2 separate regions of the Zea mays genome follow, and region 1 is linked to region 2. Evidence: chromatin contacts called from public Hi-C data. All regions are on one chromosome and are shown on one strand. The core of a region is the stretch at or near the end of the contact, and the rest is flanking DNA. Distances in the headings are between cores, read along the strand shown. Region 1 holds the start of LOC100193154. Region 2 holds the start of LOC110366356.

Region 1 (5,614 bases), core at 1,150-3,649, 820 kb after region 2:
GCTCACACCTACGACTAAGCGAGAAAGAGAAGGTAATGGTCGAGGCTACGGTCAACGAGCGATCACGTCACACGATTATAAATTAAAATACTCGTCTAAACAGAACAATATTAATTTGGCAATTGAGCTAAGCATAGGATACAGTCATGTTCCGTATTTAATCATCATAAGCAGATCAAAGTAGAATTAAAAAGATTGTCACGCGGCGAAACGCGCGACACAACACTTAAATTGAATTAAGACATAAACGATTCGTCACGCGACGGAGCGCGCAACGAGACATTTGCATCAATTATGAAAATAATGTCACACGTTGCGCGACGAAACGCACGACGACATACGTCATCTAAACTGAATTTAAAACGAAAACGTCGCACAACTGGACGCGCGACACCACACATTAATAGAATCTGAAATCAAACTAATTCGCTGTGCGGCAAAGCGCGCGACACAGCATGCTAAATAACCAAAATTAATCCAACTCGTCGCGCGACGAAGCGCACAACACACCACATTAATAAATCTGAATTTAAACTCATTCGTCGCGCGACGAAGCGCGCGACGCAGTACGTTCATTAAACTAAATTCAAAACTAATTAAACTGGAATTCGATCACCGCGCGTGCCGCTGGAACACGCTAGGCAAGCCGTGAGGGTCCGCGCTGCCGGGGAGGGGGGCAGGGGCGCGCCGCGGGGGGAGCAGGGGCCGCGCCGCCGGGGGAGCAGGGGCGCGCCGCGGGGGAAGGGGCCGAGGTCGCGCGCCGTGGGGGAGCAGGGGCCGTGCCGCCGGGGGAAGCAGGGGCCGCCGTGGGGGGAGCATGGGCCGCGCCACGGGGGAGCAGGGGCCGCCGTGGGGGGCAGGGCTGCGCAGGGGGAGGGGGCCGAGGCCGCGCCATGGGGGAGCAGGGGCGCGCCACCGGGGGGACGAGGCCGCGCAGGGGTGCGCGCAGGGGGAAACAGGGGGCGCACAAGGAAGAAGAAAGGGGAGGGGGAGAAGAGAGAGAGGGAGAGGGGAGGGGAGCTCACCTCGGGGTCCAATCCGGCGATCACCATCTCCAAAATCTAGGGCACCACGGGGGAGAGAGAGAGGTGGAGGAGAGGAAGTTGCTGCGCGGGAAAATGAAATGAGAGAAAGGGAGAGAAAGGAGGGGGGCGCACGGGGGAGGGGCAGGGCGCTAGGGGCACGCGGGCTAGAGCGGGCCGGGCTGGGCTGGGCCGCACCGCGGGTCAAAATCCCGCGGCACGCACAACCACAGATCGGTATCCAATTCACGAAATGAAAACCGAAACGAGACTAGGCGAACACGCGATTAAGCACGATATCAGACAACAGAAATATGATTCGGCATGATGCAACACCCATGTCAACTTAGGTTTTGTTTACACACGATACGGACACCAGTCGCTATACTGCTTTGAATTTGGGAAGGAGCGAAACGGGAAGAGAAAATAGAGTAACACCTGAATTTGGTGAGTAAAAGAAGAAAAAATTCTACCCCAAATTCAGGGTATTATACAGGCCGTATGTAGGCACGCCTCGAGATTGACCCAAGGGGACCCGCCACTCACTACGGCGCAAGGCATTAGCTGCAGAACTCTATCTCTCATGTAAAGATCGCCCTTGAAGTATAAAAGGGAGTCTCTCTTGTCCCTCTCCTAGATCGGGCAATGGTCTGGGAGTTAGGGAGAAAGTGGCTTGCAAGTGCTGCGGTCGGTGTAGGGTTTAAACATGTCATTAGGCAAAATAAATAGTCGACCCACTAACGAAGTTTTTTTTTTCAATTTTCTAAAACTTCTTTGAATTTTAGTTTGAATTCAGACGTGTATTTTGAAATTTGGTTTCAATGGTAATTCTTAGAATAATCCATACTATTTGCAAGAAAATTACCATAAAAAATTGTTAAAATTTACAAAATCTCTCAAATTCGAATTTCAAAACTGGTACAATATCCGAGCCGACCAATAAGCTGGATTTATCGAACGGTTTCACGACCCTTGCCTGTATGTATTGCCTTGATTTATGTCGTTTCAGAGTTGGGTTTGCTCACAACTCAGGAGTCGCGTTCCACGTTACATTTGTTTGGTTATATTTGTATTCAAATTAATTACAGTAGAATGTGTCAAAAAATAGTTATTTTTGTACTCTAACTCATTCTAATACTATATTTGAATTAAGATAAATATGAGTATATGACTGAGTTTTCTAATAGTCTCGTTATTTTTTGCCCATGGCCGATTTTCTTTCGGTCAAGCTTTTGGGTGCGTCGTCAACTAGAAGACCCATCTGGTCAACGTCAACGATAAGGCCCATTGGGGCTATGGACTCGAATGTATGGGCCTCGATCCAGTTTGTACCCGCCGTAATCATCATCAGTAAACGTACAGGCGCATCGCGAAAAAGCTCGCAAAATCGCAGCACACTAGCACAGAACCTTGGACGCGAAGGCGTCATACCCCGATGCCGGCGTCGTCGTCGCCGGCGATGGCGTCGCAGCATGCGCCGCCGAGGCGGGAGCTCGACCTCGACGCTTTCCTCCCGTCCTCTCCGACATCCTCCGGGGCCTCGGACGCCGACCCGGCCGACGATGACCACCGCCGCGCCGTCGACGACCTGCTCCGCCTCCTCTCCTCCTCAGACTCGGACTCCGATTCCGAGGAGTCTAGCCGCATCCCAAGCACCAGCATCCAGACGCTATCCCGAGTCCAAGCCCCGGCGCCTGTCGCTGAGCCCTCGCCGTCGCCTTCCCCATCCGCGTCCCCGTCCCCGAGGAGATCCGCATCGGCCTTGCCGTCGGAGACCCTCTCCTCCCTCGTCGCGAGAACCTTCTCGAGCAACGGCGCTTCCTCGTCGTCGAAGCCCCTCCCCTCGCTCTTCCGGGGCGTCCGCCCCAGCCCCAAACCCGGCGCCGCGCTTGCCGCTGCTGCCGCAGCGTCCCGCGCGGTCCTCACCCCACACGCCGCTGCCATCAAGTCGCGCCGATCAGTATCGGCGCCCGTGGAGAAAGTTCTGGAGGAAGAGGGGAGTGGCTCCGAAGGCTCCAAGGAGTTCCTTCCCACTGGGAGCTTGGAAGCAGAGGTAGAAGAGAAGGGTGATTCGGAAGCGGTTGCTGATGCGACCAAGCAAACTGCAGGTGGGAATGTGGGTGCGGAACTGGGAGAGGATAAACAGGCAGAAGTGGGAGGTGAAGAGAATGCTGAGGCTATAAAGCTGGTGGAGGCAAGTCCTCTGGATGCTCTAGCTGCGGAGGATTCCAGTGGGCATGAGCAAGGTAATGATGCCAATTTGGCGGAAACTGACCAAGTTGGGAATCAGATTGAGGCTGTCTATGAGGAAAATGAGGATGACCAAACTGGAGGTGATAATCATGTTCAATCAGGTCAGGGTATGGATCTTATTGCGATTGCTTTAGAGGAAAGTTCTGATGATGAACATGAATTTGAAAGATCTGACAGTATCTTGCAAGAACAAGTGGAATCTGGGAGCTTAATTGATAAAGTGATTGAAGATAGGGTAGAGCAGCTGGAGGCCAGCAGGAAGGCTGAGAACACAGAGAAGAAGCTGAAGGTGTCAATGAAACCGTTGGAGTGGGCAGAGGAGCTTGAGAAGAGGCAGGCCTCGTCTGGTCAACATTGGGAGGAAGGAGCAGCTGCGCAGCCCATGCAACTAGAGGGAATCGGAAAGGGCCCACCAGCTATCGGTTACATGCAAATTGAGATGGACAATCCAGTAACCCGTGTCATGTCCTCACCGTCATTTAGGTCAGACCATGGCTCTCCCCAGGTGCTGGCTGTTCATAGGAGCTATATAGCAATGGGCACATCTAAAGGTGCTGTCATCGTCATTCCAAGCAAATACTCCATTCATCAAGCTGATGATACAGATGCAAAGGTTAGTCATTGGTGCTGGAGCGAATAAGGCATGTTTGGTTCACACTAATTGGTATTGTTGTATATTTCGACTTAAAGATGGCATATTTGTTATGCACTGTCTTGGTGAAGTTCGAAATTGTTCTTTTAAAAAATATTTGTTGCTGTATATAACTAGGAGCCTTAACTTTCTTAGTCTATTGTCTTAAGGAAAAAACAGGAAGGGACCGAGAAGTACTGTTACATTTCTGATTCTGCTACCGCTGTATGTTGCATATGTCCATCATTCTTTAGATGTGTTCTTGTGATCAGAATAGCACTTTCTCTAAGAATTAAGTCAAGCTGACTCTGAATTTGATTTGCTGCAAAAAATATGGTGTCAGTTACTGCAGAAAAATCTGATACAAAGATAACATTTAGGTAGAATTTGCAGGAGTATCTCATATTGTAAATTTGGAGTAGAATATGCAACAAGTTCTAGGAAGGTGCTTAGGGAAGGGAACTCCATTGTTTGTTGTGGCCCTTTAATGGACTCCACACCATACATCAGTGTGCCATTGGAACATCACATTGTTTTCTTTTTCATTCTTGTTGCTATTATTTTTTCTTTAAAAATAACTCATTGATTGAATCGATGGCTGCACATGTAAATCGGAGGAACCCATATGCAAAATCTTGTTGGACGAACTTGGAGAAACTAATACCTGTTCTAGTTTGGTGGCTTAAAAGTTCTATAAATTATGTGAATCACTTTGCGGTATAAACACTTTTAAAAAAACTTTCAGATGCTGTTCTTTTGGAACCAAGGCGAGAAGACTCAATCACCAGTGACTGCCATGTGCTTTAACCAGCAAGGGGACCTTCTGCTAGTAGGATATGGTGATGGTCATATGACAATTTGGGATGTACAGAAATCTGCAGCAGCAAAAGTTATATATGGCGAGCATACAGCACCAGTAGTGCATGCTTGTTTTATCCGCCAATCTAAAGCCATCACTGGGGATTCAAAAGGGGTAGTTCTATTGCACACATTTTCCATTATCCCCGTAATTAATCGTTTAACTGTCAAGGGAACTCAGGTATGGAGAAACACTATTTCACTCTACTGTGCTCACTAGTTTTTGTGTTGAACATGTGGTCTGACAAAACCTTGCTACAATTTGGCAGCGTCTTTTTGATGGGAATACTGGAATTGTGCTCTCAGCCTGTCCTCTTGTAATGGATGAATCTTTTGGTTTTAGTAATTCATCTGCCCAGGGAAATCAGACAACTTCCTCCAGTGGTGGTCTTGGCAGCATGATGGGTGGTGTTGTTGGAGGCGTGGTTGGAGTAGATTCTGGATGGAAGTTTTTCAACGAAGGCTCTTCTCCAATGGAGGATGGTGTTGTAGTCATGTTTATTATGCATCAACATGCTCTTGTGGTATGAACCAATTACAATTTTGGAAACATGTTCTGTGATTTTAGTAGCTAGTATATGTGTCATGAATACTTATAATGAGCATAATATCATATTGTTTTCATGTTAGGTTAGACTCCGTACCAATATTGACCATGTTGACCATATTGAGACCTTCTCTAGACCAGATGGAGCACGTGAGGGCTCCATCGCGTATGCTGCGTGGAAATATACATCATATTTGAATGAATCGTCATCAGTAGGTAAAGTAGCCCTTCTTTCATGAGCATTGGCGCTTTCTTTAATGTGTATTTCAATTTTTGGGGACTAACATGATGATGCTATAGATG
Region 2 (5,912 bases), core at 639-3,138:
AACACAAGTTGGCACAACCCGCAAGTAAAACAGCATGCGTGATGTCTGAACCTCATCTCTGTACCAGTTATATGTTGTTGGTCTATCCAAGGCCAGTAAATCTGTAACACACCAAACATGAATCTTAACCAACAGTTGCTAGCACATCATAGCAGTAGTCACGGCATAGCAGCAAGAGAACTGCTATTGAAATAACCTGGTTCACTTGTCAGTTCAGTATATGAAGGTATTGACTCGATGAACAAAGCAGTAGCTGCTACATTCTCTTGATTGGCAAGCACAGCACTCCGGACTGCCTCAGTGTACTCAGGGAGACGCAGTCGCCTAAGATGTTCCACACAAGAGAACGCCACCAAGATTCTAGCAGCAACCTCAGGTTGGAACCCCTCGGAGGACTTAGCATTTAGCCTGTGTTTAGCGACCTCGGCTGCAAAGACTACAACCATAAGAAATGAGGCCTCAGCATTCTTGTCAATCGCCGTAATCAAGCCATCCTGCTTCCCCCGGTGCAGCAACACTGCTGCACGAAGATGACGATAAATCTCCTGTGCGTACTCCCATACACAAGTTTCGACAAAGCTTTTAGCCTTGTCATTGGCATATGAATACTGGTTGCAAAGAACCCCAGTCACTGGGCCTGCCTCTTTGAAAAGAACACTATCAAGGTGTTTATTGACCTGAGCCTTGATAACCTCATTTGAGTTCCCTCCTGCGTTTTGGACCGACCTCCTAAGAAAATCAGGAAGTGGGAGGAGCTCCTTTAGCAATCCCATACAGACACACCGTAACACCGATTCGTGAAACGCGACCTGCCCACACCGTGACAGCCCCAATGCGACACACTGAACAAGGATATGCTGGTCATCGGCCGGCCTCCCTTCTAAAACAGCCCGCTCAGCTGCAAACTGAATTGTCCGCTCAGGCGCCTGCTTCAGCCGTGGATCAAAGTCCAACCGGTACCTAGCCGAAGCAACCCTCAGTGCCCGCAACCCACCGCAGGCCAACATCACCGCTGGTAACAGCACACAATAGTTCTCGCCCTCACACTCCTCCGGTGAAGTCATCTCAAAGAGCACCTGAGCATTCCTCATCTTCCTGGACTCGATGAATCCCATTACCAGCCATTCCATCAGCTTAAGCACCCGAACACCGACAGACAGATTCCCAGTCCTGCCACAGATCCTAAGCAAGGGCACAATGATCCTTCTGAACTGCACCTCGTCAGCAGACGCCAGCGCGTAACCAACCCCTGCAAGGGCGAGGTGGTCGACATCATCGATGCTCTGACCGCCCCGCTCCACATCTTCAAGAATGCGGCCCACAGCTACAACAGGGTCGTCGTCCTGGCCATCGGCAGGCTCACCGCTGCCGGCGGGATTCTTCGCGGTGGAAGCGGGTTCCCCGAAGCTGGCACGGCCCGGGAGATCCTTGGCGGAGGCGCGGGCGCCGAGGAGGAGGAGGCGAGGGGCGAAGGGGAGGGAGGCCGGGACGGAGGCGGGGCCGAGGTGCGGGGCAGCGGCGAGCAGCGTGGCCACGAGGCGGGGGTGTAGCGGGAGCAGTGGGAGCAGGAGCGAGGCGTGCGCGGACGAGAGGCGGAGCGCGCGACGGTGGTGGTGGAGCGTCTCTAGCGCGGCGAGTGCGTCAGCGGGGGAGGTGGAGTTAGGGTCGCGGAGGCGCGACCACGCGGTGAGGACGGTGGTGGGGGAGGGCGGCGGCGGAGGGGGAGGGGGTGGAGCGAAATTCGCGTGCTCGAGGTGGTCGAGGAGGGAGACCGCCGCGGATGCGGCGGCCGGTCCCGGTCGCGGCGGCGGTGTCGCCATGGCTGGGTTGCGTTGCTGGGAAGTGGGGACAGCCGAACAGGAGACTTGTGTGATGACTGAGGAAGACCCACGACACCGTCCGTATCCGTGTCCACTTTGCAAGGATAGGTTTGAATTTGCAAGTGTATTCAGCGATTTGTACTCTATCCGATTCAAATTTTAACTAATCCTAGTTTTTTTTTCTAAATCAAACCTGCCTAGCTTTAACTATGTTTATATAAAAAACATATTACCCAATAATTTCTATAAATTTTCAAACTCGAATACTCTTATATCCGTCCTGAATTAGACAGTCGAATTATACTTACAGCAAGACGAAATAGCGATTGAGACGTGTATTTTGTACATGATAAATCAATATTTCCTCATATTAACTATTTGCTGGGTTTCAGCAAGAATGCAAATTCAGCGTCACAAGTAAAACAGAGAAAATTTGGTTAATACAAAGGGAAGCTTGCCAAGACTAAACATTTCAGTCTGGTGCCAGCAAAACTGAGAAAATTCGGTTTACCTGACTCCAATGCTGCGCACCAGTCCCATGGAAACAAGTTCTTCCATTGCATGCCATGCTGTCTTCAATATTGTGCAAAGGGCGAGGAACTTAGGGTGTGTTTGGTTGGATGTACGTAGTGGAATGGGAGAGAGCGGTCACAGTTTTTATAATGTTTGGATGAGAGTCACGTAGGGACGAAGTAAATACCGGAGTAGTCTTTTTGTGGCGGCGTGATCCAAAAAAATCGAGGGGACGATGTCGCCCCCGCCCCATCCCACTTTGATCTCAAACCAAACATATCCTTACTTAGTTGTATGCCTAGTAGGGATGGCAACGGGTACAAAACCCGCGGGCATTGGTTTTATAAACCCATACCCGCCAGCAAATAGCAAACATGTACTCGTGCCCGCAACCCGCGTCGGGTACTGTATAACATCTGTACCCGTCACCCGTGGGTTTTATAAACCCGCGGGTGCGCCCGCGGGCGCAATAGACCCACGACACACCCGCGGGTGCAAGAGACCCGCGAACAAACCCGCGTGGCCGCCATACAACAAGTAATAATTTCAAACACAAGCAATTTCCAAATAGTCCCATACAACAAACATACAACAGCTCCAGTTCCATACATATATAGTTTACAACTTCCAAGACATCAGTTCATAGCAATAATAAATGTCAAACAAGTTATAGGATAACAATCACAAATTTAAGTTTAAACTAATCATCCGAAGCGATACAAGGATCCTCCTTCATTTCCTCTTCAATGTCTTCAAGACATGACCAAAAGCTATTAACATCCACATTATCTTCACCTATATTGTAAAACAAAATACATATTAGTATATAGAAAATTGATTCACTTAGAATATTAGCAAGGCACATTTCTTTACCTTTAAGAGCATGACGAAACTAACTTTGAGTGCACATCAAAGCTTCTAACATTTGTGGTGTGAGACGACTCCGATGCTCACTTAGAACCCTACCACTAATGCTAAAAGTTGATTCATAAGCTACTGTGGTTATTGGAATAGCCAAAACATCACGAGCAATTAACCTCAATGTAGGATAACAAGTACCAGCAACCTTCCACCAACCAAGTATATCGAAGTACTCATTCTCATCATGAGGAAGAGTTTCTTCTTCCAAATAGCGATCTAGCTCATTCTTGCTTTTCACAATGGTTGTTGTCTTTTTACTTGCAGCAAGTGATTTGAATATTGACAAAACAGCAGTTGCACTAATTGTAGTTGTAAAAGAAGCGCCACTAGATGATGTACCCACACACTCTTGATCAGATTGCAATAGGTACTGATTTATCAAATTAGTTAGCACTTCATAACTCTTTGAAACATATATCTCAGCTTCTTCCTCTCCCAACAAAGCAATATAACAAGCATGCAACATTGTCATCTTAAGGCGTGGATCAAGGATAACAGCAATAGCCATAAGTCCTTGAACATCAGTCCAATACTTATTGAAAGGGAAATAGGGTCACACCTTTTCCTAATTGATTTTGGTGGTTGAATTGCCCAACACAAATTATTGGACTAACTAGTTTGCTCTAGAGTATATGTTCCACAGGTGCCAAAGGTTCACAACAAACCAATACAAATATAAAAGAAAGGGTTCAAATCAAAGGAGCAAAGAAAACCGAGGCTGCCCTGGTCTGGCGCATCGGACTGTCCGGTGTGCCACCGGACAGTGTCCGGTGCCCCAGGGAGAATCCCCTCCAACTGCTAAGCTTTGGGTTTCTGAAAATGGCTCTCCGCTATAATTCACCGGACTGTCCGGTGTAGCACCGGACTGTCCGGTGTGCCAAGTGGAGTAACGGCTACAACGCCAACGGTCGTCTGCAAAAGGTGAACAGTGATCTACAGTGCGCGTGCTGCACGCGCAGAAGTCAGAGCAGGCGCAGATGGCGCACCGGACAGTGCACAGTGACTGTCCGGTGCACCACCGGACTGTCCGGTGGCCCCACATGTCAGAGCTCCAACGGTCGAACCCTAACTGTTGGGTGACGTGGCTGGCGCACCGGACAGTGTCCGGTGGTGCACCGGACTGTCCGGTGCGCCCGTCGATAGAAGCCTTCCCCAACGACCACTTTGGTGGTTGGGGCTATAAATACCCCCAACCACCAACACTTCAAGGTATCCAAGTTTTCAGACATTCCACCCAATACAAGAGCTAGTGCATTCAATACAAGACACAAATAGAGTGAATCAAAATCTCTCCAAGTCCCAATTCCACTCAAAGCATTAGTGACTAGAAGAGAGAGTTTTTTGTTGTGTTCTTTTGAGCTCTTGCGCTTGGATCGCTTTTCTTCTTCCCCATTTCTTGTTCCTAAGATCTTTATAATCAAAGCAAGAGACACCAAGTTGTGGTGGTCCTTGTAGCGGACTAAGTGTCCCGTTTGATTGAAGAGAAAAGCTCACTCGGTCTAAGTGACCGTTTGAGAGAGGGAAAGGGTTGAAAGAGACCCGGTCTTTGTGACCACCTCAACGGGGAGTAGGTTTGCAAGAACCGAACCTCGGTAAAACAAATCATCATGTCATCCGCCTTATTTGCTTGTGATTTGTTTTTTGCCCTCTCTTTCGGACTCGATTATATTTCTAACGCTAACCTCGACTTGTAGTTGTGCTTAAACTTTATAAATTTCAGATTTGCCTATTCACCTCCCTCTAGGCGACTTTCAATTGGTATCAGAGCCCGGTACTTCATTAGAGCCTAACCGCTCGAAGTTATGTCAGGAGCTCACGCCAAGAAGGAGATGGTGACCGACGAGAAGCCCGCCACAAGCCACGGGAAAGCTCCATCGGGAGAGTCCGGCAACAAGAAGAGGGAGGAATCACCTCCCCACGTCAAGTCGCACCGGAGTGGCGATAAGAAGAAGAAAATGAAGAAAGTGGTCTACTACGAGATCGATTCTTCGTCGCCCTCCACCTTCGGCTCCGACACGCCGTCTGTGGGGACAGATATCCCCCGGGTCCACTGGAAGAGTAAAAGACCTCACGAAAGGCCCAAGGGCCCAATAAATCATAAGGTCATTCTTTCGTGGGCCTGGGGAGGGACAATCAGCAAAGCAGGTTGACATGAGGCCGGATTGGTGCAAGCCCGGACGACCCACAACGTTGAGCGAGCGACCACAACAGAGATCCGACTTTCCCGCGCTAGAGCCCCCATGCAACGGAGCCATGCGAGGATAGGTCGGCAGAACTATAGAGAGATAAACTCAAACAGTTCACTATCTTTTAGGTGCACATAGTTATCATATCCACGTGTATTGCCCCACGGTCGAATATATAAGGCCTAGGGGGCACCCCTTCAAAACGATCGACCCTTTTTACTCAGCCACCCACCTCAACTCTCTGCATTCTCAATTCAGAGAGCTACCTTGTAACCTCAATCACCAAGCATACTCACCAGGACATAGGGTGTTACGCATCTCTAAGCGGCCCGAACCTGTAAACATTGTCCACCGTCCCTCGTGCACCTGGCACGAACCATTTTGCTACAGTCGGCGACACCGTCCTACTCCTAAAAACACCTTGAGGGGCAACCCCGGGTGTGCGGTCGGACCCAAAACATCGACAGCTGGC

What was found. Hi-C and Micro-C count contacts between places; a contact is called where the count stands out from the background.
Region 1: a Hi-C map of leaf shows a contact between it and region 2, with 4 times the contacts expected there. The contact joins the promoter of LOC100193154 here to the promoter of LOC110366356 in region 2. A contact is called at or near these places in 7 of 25 Hi-C or Micro-C datasets (bundle sheath, ear, leaf and 1 more).

What each region holds. Positions count from the first base shown.
Region 1 is chr5:74,680,423-74,686,036 of Zm-B73-REFERENCE-NAM-5.0, forward strand. It overlaps LOC100193154, which reads left to right and starts at 2,400. Exons shown (of 21, transcript NM_001358667.1): 1 at 2,400-3,888; 2 at 4,652-4,945; 3 at 5,034-5,288; 4 at 5,395-5,527; 5 at 5,612-5,614. The coding sequence starts at 2,458.
Region 2 is chr5:73,857,209-73,863,120 of Zm-B73-REFERENCE-NAM-5.0, forward strand. It overlaps LOC110366356, which reads right to left and starts at 1,889. Exons shown (of 5, transcript NM_001351848.2): 1 at 197-1,889; 2 at 1-101. The coding sequence starts at 1,820.